Regions from separate parts of the Athene noctua genome. Here region 1 is linked to region 2. The links are chromatin contacts, called in public Hi-C maps. All regions are on one chromosome and are shown on one strand. The core of a region is the stretch at or near the end of the contact, and the rest is flanking DNA. Distances in the headings are between cores, read along the strand shown. Region 1 holds the start of YES1 (YES proto-oncogene 1, Src family tyrosine kinase). Region 2 holds the start of THOC1 (THO complex subunit 1).

The links. A called contact is a pair of places that touch in the nucleus more often than the background predicts.
Region 1: a Hi-C map of heart shows a contact between it and region 2, with 3 times the contacts expected there. The contact joins the promoter of YES1 here to the promoter of THOC1 in region 2. A contact is called at or near these places in 2 of 2 Hi-C or Micro-C datasets (heart and liver).

Annotation. Positions count from the first base shown.
Region 1 is chr2:53,162,027-53,168,144 of bAthNoc1.hap1.1, forward strand. It overlaps YES1 (YES proto-oncogene 1, Src family tyrosine kinase), which reads right to left and starts at 4,119. Exons shown (of 12, transcript XM_074899122.1): 1 at 3,921-4,119.
Region 2 is chr2:52,877,704-52,884,208 of bAthNoc1.hap1.1, forward strand. It overlaps THOC1 (THO complex subunit 1), which reads right to left and starts at 3,133. Exons shown (of 22, transcript XM_074897755.1): 1 at 2,973-3,133; 2 at 2,124-2,197; 3 at 1,958-2,018; 4 at 1,190-1,256; 5 at 40-158. The coding sequence starts at 3,065.

The DNA of each region.
Region 1 (6,118 bases), core at 2,869-5,368, 290 kb after region 2:
GATGCCAGTCTGACATTTTAGTGGTCATTACCTCCTCGGCACTCTCCAACCATAGCCTGTAACATTACCTAATGCTACAGTCAAGAAAAATCGAAACACCACCCCAGTCTCGGCCACTACAGTCGATGCAGCCTTGGATCCGCTCTACCAATGATCCCTGCAGCAGTATCCCGCTGGGCTGTGGGGCTCGGATCTAAGCCAGGGCTAGCAGCCCTTGCAGGAGACCCTCAGCTCAGTGGCTTATTTCAGCTGAGCGTGACTTTGAACCCAATGACTTTTGGGACATGGCATGAAACCCAATGCTCTGTGCAGGTGCCTACCCAAAGTGACAACGGAAGGAGTATTTTCCATCCTATTTCCAGTTAACCTTTACATTTTTAAATAATGTGTTCAAATCTAAAGGAAACAAAACTCATGCGTAAGTAGTAATGTTTACTTATTTAATGTCTAGCATTAACGTTACTATCATCTTGATGTCTGATCCTGCAAGCAGCCATGCACGTTAACTTTACCTAAGAGTGCAGTCCCACTTGTTTCAGTAACTTGCTTTGGTGCCAGTTTCTGCTTTGATGCACTGGCACCATTAAGAATAAACTCACATAGGTGGAAAATGCAGTAATGACCTCCTAAAACCTAAAATTAAACCTGTCCTACAGTTAGTTGATAGCATCTTTTCACTATGACTTTTTCCCTACTAAATTCAGCATACACATGGGAATTTGTCCAGGTTTGCCTTCAAAACCTGGCAATTGATAATACAATCTGGAACTCTACAGCTCTAAGTCATTGGTTTGAATGCAGACGGGGACTGTAGTTATTGAAAGAAGTTACCATATGGCAACCGTAAAGCAGTTTGTATTAAAAAAAAAAGAAAAAATTAGTGGCTGCCACATCATAAAATCCATCACTATAAAACAGCACCCTACTGGCATTCTCAAGGAGAACGAAAATGAGATAAATGCTGAAAATGAACTATCTACTTGTATTTGGAGGTGGCTTCTCTGGGACAAAAACTAAACCATTCTGTTCCAGTAGTTTGAGAAAGTACATTTCTCCCTCAGTAATCAATCTGTTCCATCAACTAGCAGAGGACTTCCAGTACTAGAAGCCTGAAAACTTTGACGAGGGCTTCACAGAAACCAGACTGTGTATATATGCACAGAAGGTGTCCTATCTGAAAAAGGCTGCTTGATGTGACGCAGCAGAATAAGGACGCATTCCTAAAGTAGTCCTTGTGTTAATGCTGACACCAATTTTTAGACTAACATCAAGGTAGCTTACTCAAATTGCCATCAAAGTTCAAGGCAAAACAGCTGGATCGAAGAAGGGAATACAGATGCAATAATGTGTTTCTTTTAACGAACGGTTTGAACATAAGGAATTATCTATTGAAAATATACAGCTTTTGTCCGCAGATAGCACATATAGAAAAGTAAACCCATACAGTTACATTGTTCATAAAGTAAACTTTGACCACGTAAACTGACGTGTGCCAAACGGCAGACTTTCACATCACTGTCACATGACGGCCTTCCTTTATCAGAGCAAAGAGAGTGCCAATTTCATCCTTCACAAGCTGCAGGAAGTATGCAAAGCTCAATATAAAGAATATTCCGCTAGTGCAGAAGTGTGGTTCTCTGCCCTGCTACGTGAATATTGATTATAAAAGCTAAAAATTGTGAACTGCAGTTTTTCAGTAATTCTGTCTGTAGAGAAGTCTGGGAAAAAGAAATGTACACAAAACACCAAAGATATATTAAATTATTTTTCTAGTTATTTCAAATAATGTAGCAATTTAAATGTACTTTCAGTTCCGTCTATTTGTTTCATAGCCAAAGAACTATTGTTAGGTAATAAATATTCCCTTGAAAATCTCTCTTTATAACACAAAACGCAGATTAAATCTACCTTGGGCTCACTACTCCCATTCTGAATGAAGTTCTTCATGTTACAAAGACCGGTTCTGGGGTCCAGATATTAAAAAGCTATTGAAAACTGGACCAGTAGCTCTGTGAGCAGCAAAACCAGGGAGGCCCATTTCCTGCATCAATTTCCAGCTTGAGATGTGTTGACATAAACTCTCCTGTGTGCAGGTTAAGAGCTTTCTTCTACCTGGCTTCCTTACTTTCACAAATTTTATAGAAATTGCTCATCCGGGAGACCTCTGCTGCCAACTTTGTTTGAAATTGGCTAACAGCCAGAAGAGTTATTAGAGGGACTGATGGCACACACATACTGCAGTTTCATTTGAGCTGCACCTCCCGAGGAAATAAAGCTAACAAAACCTGTGGAATAATTACTGGCAATCACATACCAACTACACTCCTGGTATGGCTGGGTCTTTTTCTCTGAAATTCAGCACAGCTCTCTTTCTGTTCCCCTCACAGATGCTACCTCGTCCCAAAATTAACCCCGGCACCCGGCCTGTGAAAAACACACCAATAATCTCCGCTCCATGTTTAGCGGGAACCTTGTGCAGCTAAATTTAAAGCCATGTATCAGAAACATGAGTGAAATTGCAATTTTTATATGCACGAAGCCTGCAAAAACATAGCGTTAGGGCAAAGCTGTACTACCTACTGACAGAGATACCACAAGTGTAACTGACAAGGCAATTTTATCAGAAACCCATCTTCTTCACGGGCTTACTTTCCAAAAATGAAAGAAAAAGACGCTAAGGTAAACTTTTGTATTTTGCTTCCCCGACTAAAGGTCAATTTTGCTTGCACAATTTTCCTGAAACTTCATTCAGCCATCTATGAGTTATTGAGAGAAATACAATACACCTTCCTTGGCAACACACCATAAGTTTTAAACTGGTTTTGGATCATTCGGCCAGTTTAAAGAAATCCAAACGTCTACTTTTTAATGAACGAGCAGCCTCCGCTTTGGGTTAAATCCAGCGGGTACATCTGAACACGCTTTCTTAAACAACCTGAGGTTCGGAAATATTTCTATCCTAGTTTTCCCAGCGCAAAGCGGCCCGTACCCACACGCGTAGCAGACACGGGGAACAGACCGTTCCGAAGTGAATGCGATAAACCCGACCGTTTGCAGTATTGTACAATGGAGAAGCCGCCACGCCGGCCCTCGGCCCCAGGGATGTGCGCGCAACTTCCCGCGCAGCACGCCTGCGGGTCCGCACAGCGCGGAAAGTTACGCGCAGCCTCCGCAGGGATTGGGGCCTCCGTGTGTCCCGATACATTTGGTTTAACGCGTGGGGAAGGCTACGAGGCTTGATGAAGTGTGACGATCAAACATTTAAATTAATGACTCAGAAATTTAAAGCAGGCGCGTTCCTGCTCGGCGCAGGGATACAAACCGGAACAGCGAGGAGAGAAAAAAAAAAAAAAAAAAGAAAATAATTCCACGCAGGCCAAGCTACGGGCGACTCGCAATTTCCTGGATTTTCCCCTTTTACATCCTGCGACCGCGGCCGGCGGTGCCGGCGCTCGGCTGTCTGCGCCCGGGCGCTGAGCCGGGACCGGCTCACTCCGCTCACCGGCCCGGGCGGGGAACGAGCGACCGCCCGCGATCGCGGCAGCCGGGCGGGAAGGGGCCGCGGCGGGAGTCCGGCGGCGGGGGCCTCCCCTCACAAACTTACTTCCATCCGCCCGCCCCCCGCAGCCAGCCCGGCCCAGCCCCGGGCGGCCGCGGCTCCCCCCGACCCCTGGCCCCGCGGGCGGGGGCTCGGGCCCAGGGGAAAGTTGCTCAGAAACTTTCTGTGGAGAAAGGGGCCGGGGGGGGGGGACGCCCCCTCCCTTCCCCGTCCCCCCCTCCCCCGGGGCGCGGCGGCGGGGCCGCCCGGCGGGGAGAAGCCGGGGGCGGGCGGCCGGGGCCTAGCGCCTCGGCGGGCGCCGCCGCCATCGCGGCCGCCTCTCCCGCGGGGCGGGGGAGCGGGGACGCGGCCGGGTCCTCACCTGCCTCTCCGCGGCGTGGCGGGTGGGAGAAGGAGGGGGGGAGGGAAGGAAGCGGGGCCCCCCCCGCTCCTCCCGGAGCCGCGGCGACCCGGGGAGGGAAGGGGGGGAGGAGGGGAAGGGAGGAGGGACGAGGAGCAGGAGGAGGGAGCCCGGCGCTCCGGTGCGTGCGGGGAGCCGGAGCCTCGCTGCGGGAGGAGGAGGAGACTCCCCGCCCCTACGGCCGGGCTCTCCGGCGGGCACCGCGGCCCCTCCTCCGCCGCGCAGCTGCCCCCGCCCCCGCTGCCGCCCCATGCGCCCCGGGCCCGGCTCCGGCTTGCCGCGCCTCCCGGCCGGGGCAGCGGCCCCACGCCCGACTCGGAGGCTGCGGGGAGGAGCCGGGCGGCCCCCGCGGAGCCGGGCTGGCGGCTGCCCCCTCCTCCTCCTCCGCGCCGCTGCGCACGGAGCCAACATGGTGGCGGAGCGGCGGGCGTCCGCTCCCCCAACGGCGGCGGGGAGGGAGCCGGGGCTTGCCCTGCCCTGCGCTGCTCTGCCCTGTGCTGCCCTGCGGCTTCGGGGGCGAGGCGTGGGCCGAGGGCAGCCGCCTGCCCCCGTCCTTGTCTCCCGGGGCTGGGCGGTGGGACCTTTGGCGGGGTAAATGGCGGGGGGCGGCCGAGCCGCTGGGCTGCTTCCCCGCTTCCCGCCGTGTCGGGCGGGTGAGCGCGGTGAGCCTCTCTCGCCGCAGAAGCTGAACCTGAAAGATTTCGGCAGCGGAGCCCTTCGGCGTGGTGTGGGAAAGGCGAACAAAAATAACTTTTAAACTCCTCAACCCGGCATTTCCAGGTGGGCCGTGGCTTAGGCTTGGTAGATTGCATTTCTTTGAGTCAAACCGATGCGAAACGGTCCTGGTGAAGCGCGGGTAGCGCCGGGGGCTGAGGAGCTGTCGCGACAGGCGTGGAATAGCGCTTGCGGCTTGGGAAAGCCCGGTGCTGCACCGCTGCGCTGCGATAAACCTGTCGCCCGAACACTGAGCAAACAAAGAACAAGCCTATAGATAACGCACCAGTAACTCCCTGGTATTTTATGTTATGGGTGGTTTCCCACTTAGCAATTTCTAGAAGTCAGCGTTTCGCATTTTCAGAAAAATAAGAAACAGAATTTGTGTCCAGGTGGGCTTCACGGAGAAAGGTTGTGGAAATGCCGCTAGCTTTCAGAACTGCAGACTGCAGGAAGAAGCCAAAAGAAAATTTAAAAAGGCCCCTAAGGAATGGGCAGTTCTCTTTCAGCATTGTCTTTTATTGTTTTCAGCTCTCTAATAGTCAAATTTGGCACCGGAATAGCATTTATGTCTCTTGCCTCTTTATGTGGTTCAAAGGCAGACTATAAAAAAGTAATTGTATTGATCGTTAATGATAATCTAATATAATAATTTTTTAATCTTAAAAAAAAAATATTGAAACGGGATGTCCTAATTTATCTTCCAGGCAATGCTGTGGAGTAAGGCCATTTTTCTTTTTTAATTTAAGATAAAGCAAATACATGCATTTGCTTTTACAGGACCATAAATACACTAAGCAGTTAACAAAATACAAAAAAGCAAAAGTGTTTTAGATTTGGAGACTACTTACCATAAATCATACTCATGCAATCCCGTTAGAGTGGTGCAGTTTATCATGTTCCTGTTCTGCCAGGAGCCTAAATCACATTATACAGAATGGATTTTTAATTTAGAAATCAACAGCAAATCTTATAAATTGACCTGGGCAATGAATTACTTAACTGAGGAGGAGTGTTTTCAGGCTGGTTGGAGCTCTGGAACTGCCACAGCTTCATGGCACTGGCTGAGTTTACGGTAGTCTTGAGTGAGAGCAAGGTTTGACTTCCAGTATCAAGTGTTATGTTTTTTTATACACAGGCAAGCATTGCTGTGTGGTTAATTTTACAGCGCAATGGTAAAACTTCACTATCTGAAAAAATGAGCCCTACGAATATCATCATCTTCATTATGCTTCGAAGTTAATAATTTTTCTTAAATTTTTCAGCATCGGACTGAAGCTTTATAGTTAGAGGCATATTGGCTCCCGCTGTCACTGTAAATTGACTTACAGGTTTCAGGCGTGGGGTTGATGGATGGGATTGTGTAGCTGTCCTTGCTCCCAGCACCTGGATGTGCCTGTGTGGCACCAAAAGTATTGTTGGGATTCTCAGTCCATCACACCTCT
Region 2 (6,505 bases), core at 1,883-4,382:
CTTTGGCACAACTGTATCACATTTTGGAAAAATACCTACCGATTTCCATGTAGCAACATTCTTCTCCACAAAAGTGAAAATTTTGTCACACTGATCCAAAGGCAGGCAATCCAGAACATCCCCCAGAAGCACAAAAGGGGTTGATGCAGTGCAGATACCTGAGGAACAGGGAACACTTTATTCAGCAAATTCGAACTGAAATGCAATAAAGGTGCATGGCAGTTGAGGGACATTACGTTAAAAAAAAAAAAAAATTTCTCGTTTCCTACAAATCCTGACAAAAAGCTTGGGCTAAAATGTTAACTTCCATTAAAGCTATTTATATATGTACACATATGCAGATGAGCTTTACAAGAGCTCTGCGCCAATGTAAAACAAATAAGCAATAACTGTTCCAAAACCCTCAAAGTCTGAAACAATATCCCGTCTCCTTGCAGACTGCAAGTGAACTCTCAGACTTCCAAACCCAGTTATTATACTACACACACCCATGAAGTCCGAGAGTGTTTTCCTCAAGTAAAGCACCACTAAAGCAGAGCTCCAAGTCTGTCCACCCACGCTCTGTAGTTTGGTAGTACCTGTGTTCCTCCACAATCACAGGTCTTGTTATTCTACAGTTCATAAAACACATATGTAGTTGACCTATACTTACTAAAACATACAAATATTTGATGTGTAATGTGAATAAATAAACAAAGGGAAGAGCATGAAAGCCTCCTCAGGAGATCAGCACACTGATTTCTGACACACAAGACAGTTACAGAAACAGATTCAAGTATCTACAAGACAGTGTGTGCTGACAGGTCACTACTGGGACAGGAGCACAGATATTCAGAAGTTAATTCTGGCTCTGCCATCAACTGACAGAAAAACCTACAAATCATTTAACCTCTCCGCCTCTCGGAAATGATGATGGGACACTTGAAGTGTTTTAAAGTGGTAGACAAAGATATAAAATGCTATTTATGTTGCAACCAAAACCACGCATCTTCCTCTATTACATAAAAAAAGATTTCAATTAATTATAATATACTTCATTCCTGTTGTGAAATACACAATAACCACTAGCATAAGGGCCACATATTATCAAAGCTAACTACTGCAGATGACTTAGAAAAAAAATCAAGATTTTAAAATTCCTCTGAATGGTCCCTAAAACTGCCAAGAGATTTGAAAGAAAGATGCTCACCTTCTGTAACTCCATTAATAGCAAGAGAAATAATTGCCAGGAGATTTTCACATGGAGCTTTGTTTATCTAAACAAACAAAACAGTGTTAAGCTTCTCTATTCTGACTTAGGTATGTCTAACAAAACTAAAATTCTTGTTTCCAAGTAGGCAAGTTTAAAACAAATATGGATGTTCAGCTTCCCAAAACTTCAATCAATCTATTAAATCAGACCTGTTAGTTAACTATAGAAAGACTTTACTGAATGTGCAAGATGTCTTGACTGCTTCCAGCCGTTAAAGACTCTGTAATGCCTACTGCATAGACAGTCATTTACACCTGAAAATTAACATCCTACATTCAGCATTAATTCAAGTAACACCAACAAAAAGATTATTCGATTCCTTTCATCATTCTTCTCAGTCAACAGGCAGCTTTGTTATATGCTAGTACCAGATAACCCACTCCACCCCACTCTTATAACTGTAGAATAATGCATATTTATGAACTAGAATTTTTAAGATGTGGCAGATTTTCATAAGCATTACATGCTGGAAAAGGCTAAACCAACACCTTTCACTACAGTGTGCTATCTGTAAAATACTGCCATGCTGTCCTACCTACCAATCTATCATCTATATTTGATCTTAATCAGGTAACTTCTACACAATTCATGCTTTTAATAAACAGTATTATACTAAAGTAAGTTGCTGTTAAATTAATATATTAACTTAAAAATAGAAATTTGAGTTTTAGTAAGAGATAAACTGTAGCAGTTTAAAGTACTTACTATTTCTTCTTCTACAATAACTCTAAATGCTTGATCCAAGGTACACTTCTTTTCATTTTCACTGCAAATGCAAACATTCCACATCAGTTAATAACGAATACTAAGGACAAGATTACTAAAAATTATCTGAATAGGCACCTTTTAAAACCAAGCAACATTTACCTACCTCCCAGGAATCTGGTTAAATGCGTTCAACAATGGCTTGATACTTTTGTTATTCAGAGCCTCTCTGGTGGATGTCTACCAAAATGTAAAGAAAGAGAAGTCAGAAAACCAGTACAAAACCAGAAGGATCTCCTCCTTCCTCTGACAGCAGTAGTATTTTTAAGCGAAACACGGAGGAATACACTGTTGTGACCAATGCTGTATCTACAACAGTCTCAAGTCACCCCCCCACAACTGCCCCCGCCTCACAGGCAGGTTAAAGTGATTTGGAACATGACACCCGATAAGAAGATGGTGGGAAAGATTACTACATCCTGTAACAAAATCCACCTAATGGAGCAAGTTTCTGTGCCTCGACTCCTTCTGTGCAAATCCCATCCTCCTGCCCAACAAACGAGGCTGCAAGAGGCCGGGATCCAGAGGCCTGGGTGCGCATCCAACCCCACCTGCCACCTGCCCTAGCAACGGAAAAGCGAGAGGCGCAAAAGAGACAAGCGCGTTGCTACGGTCGTTTTGTTGCGGCGGTTACACCGTATTTTTTATTTTACGTTAATTTTAGTTAACTGAACAGCAGAGCCTCCCCTTGGCGAGCTAGACCGAGCCTGTACGAAGCCCCGTCGCCCAACTTCACGTGGCCTGCCCTGAACGCCCGCTAAAGGAGAGGCCGAGCCCCTCCGGAGGGGGAGCCCTGGCCGGGCCTGCGGAAGGGCAGGGGGCGGGCGGCGCCCGCTGAGGCAGAGCCCTACCCCGGCGCGCAGGCGCAGCCTGCCTCCCGCCCCGTCCCCCTCCGCGCGGTAGCGAGGGAGAGGAGCCTCCAAGCCGGCCCGCCCGCGCTCGTGCCCGGCCTCACCGTGAAGCGGAGCCGCGCCTCGGGCAGGCTGAAGAGCGGCGGCGACATTGCTCCAACGGAACGACGCTCCGCAGCGCGCGCCGATGACGCCATGCTCCCACAACGGCTCTGCCCCCAACGGCTCTGACAACGTCCCGAGAGGCCACGCCTCCTCCCCGATAGGCCACGCCTCTTCCCCGCTAGGCCACGCCTCCTCCGCTAGGCCACGCCTCCTCCACCCCGCCCCCCGCCGGAGCCTCGCTCTCTCCTCCCGCCGGAGCGCGCGCGGGGGCGCATGCGCGCGGGGCGGCCTCCGTGGATGGAGGCGGGAGAGGGGGAGGCAGCGTCAGGCCGCGGCGTTTGGTTGTGGGCTGCTGTCGTAGTGAAAACGGCTTTAAAAGGTTTACGTGTGGCGGAGTGACGGATGCGGAGGGGGTTCTTCTAGCCACCGTGTTGTCCGAAAAGTGGGTTCGTCGCCCGATGTGCACTAGGTCAATAATCACACAGCCAGGAGAGACGCTGCTTATTTATTTTAGGGTTGTGCAAGCCCAGGTGCTCGGTGGCTTCCCACGAATCAGACACACCAGAGGGACTTGTCGTGCTGTATTCATACACAAAACTTGAAGAAATTAGTAATTCTCCAAGTCCATCCTCTCTGTGATGATTGCTTAGTAATTTACATGCAATTATAATACTGCTGACACAATAGTCCTACTACGATGCATGCTCAGGGGCAGGGTCTTCACCTGGGCAAGGGTCTTCTGGACCTATAGACATAATTATTAGTATTACAATGAGAGTAGTTCAGCTAAGGATGCATGGACCTTGCTTGCCAAGTTGGCAATGTACCCTTTTCAAGATCTAATTGCTCCAGGATGTCCTTGCTCAAAGAAGGCAATTTACTTCTTCTTCTGATTAGGGATGCCTTTGACTTTCTTTCTTGATCTCAGCATAATATTGCTACATTGTTCTAAAAGTTCAACCTTCAACAACTGCAAAGCCACGATCTACCACCATCTTCAAAGTATCACTGAAGGAAGAATAATAAGGAATTTTCATATCGTCAGTAAAATCACCTCAGCGCCAGCAGTTCACAGGTTGAACAATATCCTACAGATACCTCCTCCCGAGTCTCTTTTAATGGAAGCTTAATCATTGCTTCACTGGCAAATGTCCTGCAAAAATAAACAAATGTTTATTGTGGAATTCATATTTTTTCTGGCCCAGCTCCTTTAAAGACCACTTCTTCTAGCTAGCCTAAATAATGGTGGTTCCCAAACTTGGCTCTTTGACGGTTCATTTCCAGGCTTGGGATGCCTTGTCTTCCATTCTCATGTCCAAGCTTGCAGCTATGATTTGGGAACCCTTGCTGTGTGGTGTTCAGCCATAAACCAAATATATTCTTCATCAGCCTTCTCCTAGGACTCTCAAGGGCACCACGAAACTGACTGGAGATACTGTTTTCTCCCACCACTTCTGCTTTACTTTTTGCTGTCAAAGCAAAGGGATTTGACCTTCTTTTCCTGCTGGAAGAAAACGTCCCAAACCAAACACAACCCCCCCCACACACCTTTTTTCTTACCAGTGTTGAAATTTCTTAAGCAATCACCATCACTAAAAAGCCAGCTATGGCTGGCTGATCCTGCCCAGCCCATTCTGGTGATAAATGGCTCTCAAGGTGTGTGACTAGCACTAAACAAACCGGTCTAAGTCTGTTTAGACTGTCACCGTGTTCCTGGGTGTGTGACTGCCCTTAAATCTAAATTCCTCCACACAGCACATCTGTGTTGCAACACTGAGTGGGTTTCTTTAACCCCTGGAAGAAAAAGCTATGTTATTTGATGAAGGTAGGCTTCTTCCCCTCGTATGTAGAGACATGCCAGTCCCAATTCACTGGGCGAGGAGCACTGCCAGAAACCCTGGGGGCTCTGTGAGGGGAAGATCTCTTAACGCATGTGTGCTGGTTTTGGCTGGGGTAGAGTTAATTTTCAATATAGTAGCTAGGAGGGGGCTATGTTTTGGATTTGTTCTGGAAACAGTGTGGATAATTCAGGGATGTTTTCCTTATTGCTGAGCCATGCTTACACAGGGTCAAGGCCTTTTCTGCTTCTCACCCCACCCCACCAGCGAATAGGCTGGGGGTGCACAAGAAGTTGGGAGGGGACAGCTGACCCCAAACGACCAAAGGGATATCCCATACCATATGATGTCATGCTCAGCACATGAAGCTGGGGGAAGAAGAAGGAAGGGGGGGGTGTCAGGAGTGATGAAGTTTATTTTCCCAAGTCACCGTTATGCGTGATGGAGCCCTGCTTCCCTGGAGATGGCTGAACACCTGCCTGCCCATGGGAAGTGGTGAATGAATTCCTTGTTTTGCTTTGCTTGCGTGAGTGGCTTTTGCTTTACTTATTAAATTGTCTTTATCTCAACCCATGAATTTTCTCACTTTTATTCTTCTGAGTCTTCCCCCCCATCCCACTGTCAGGGAGTGAATGAGTGGCTGTGTGGTGCTTAGTTGCCAGCTGGGGTTAAACCACATCAGCATGTGGTATTCTTTCTCAGCACCCTTTGACCATCCTTTTCTAGCCACTTTGGGTTGTGATTCCCCAAGCAGCTGAACCACTGGTTTCTTACCACCAAAGGGAGAAGTACACTTAGATGCTGTTCCGCTGGAGATGACTCCTAATGCATAGACTCTGACCTTGTCAGAATTATTGTGACATCCCACTGAGGTCCCATATTATTTCTACCTGAAGAGGTTACTGTAGCTCTAGCCAAAAATATGTAGTTGCTACAAGAAAATATAGAATATTATGAAAAGTGCAATTTTGCTGGAAATATTTCTGTGTTGCTTTTTTTTTTTTTTTAATTGAGAAAATCATGCACAATTTTATATAGATTTAAATTTGAAATATATGGCTATCGTTTCATTTTTGGCTTTGGTTTATTTGGTTTTGTTGTTTTTTAAAACCTCTCCTTGCCCTTCAATTCCCTTCTCTTCCCCCCCCCCCCCCCCCCCCCCATAATTTTAAATAAGAAAAGCATTGTCTCATTTAGTTGGAATTTATTTGGAAATTCCCCCCTCCCCCCAATATATAGTAGAGGAAAAGTTTGTCACAAATTATCCAATTTTCAAATTGAAAATAGCTTTTTAAGCCCCAGCCTGTTCTACTTTACAGTTGGAAATACAAGGAGGAGTTCAGGTACCTAAAGAAAGGTGCCCAGTGACCTGTTAAACATCCCTGGGTACGGGAGACATCTACACATTGCTGACAGATGAGAGTGTGAGGCATGAGACCTGCATCCTTCTGAAGCAGCAACTGGAGGCCTTGACACCCTTCCACATCTAAACCAGCACTAACGACCTGAATCGCATCCACAGGAGTTAAGGTGGGATTCATCTCTCTGCCCTGTAGATGTCTATGCTGAGCTTGTCCTTTGTGCTTCATGTGGAGAGGGAGGGTTCGGCTCATCTCCCAGGCATGAGTCTCAGCTTAAAGCACCTGGGTTTAAGGCAGGGGGGGAATATGACCCTGTCAATGCCTGTTTCTCTA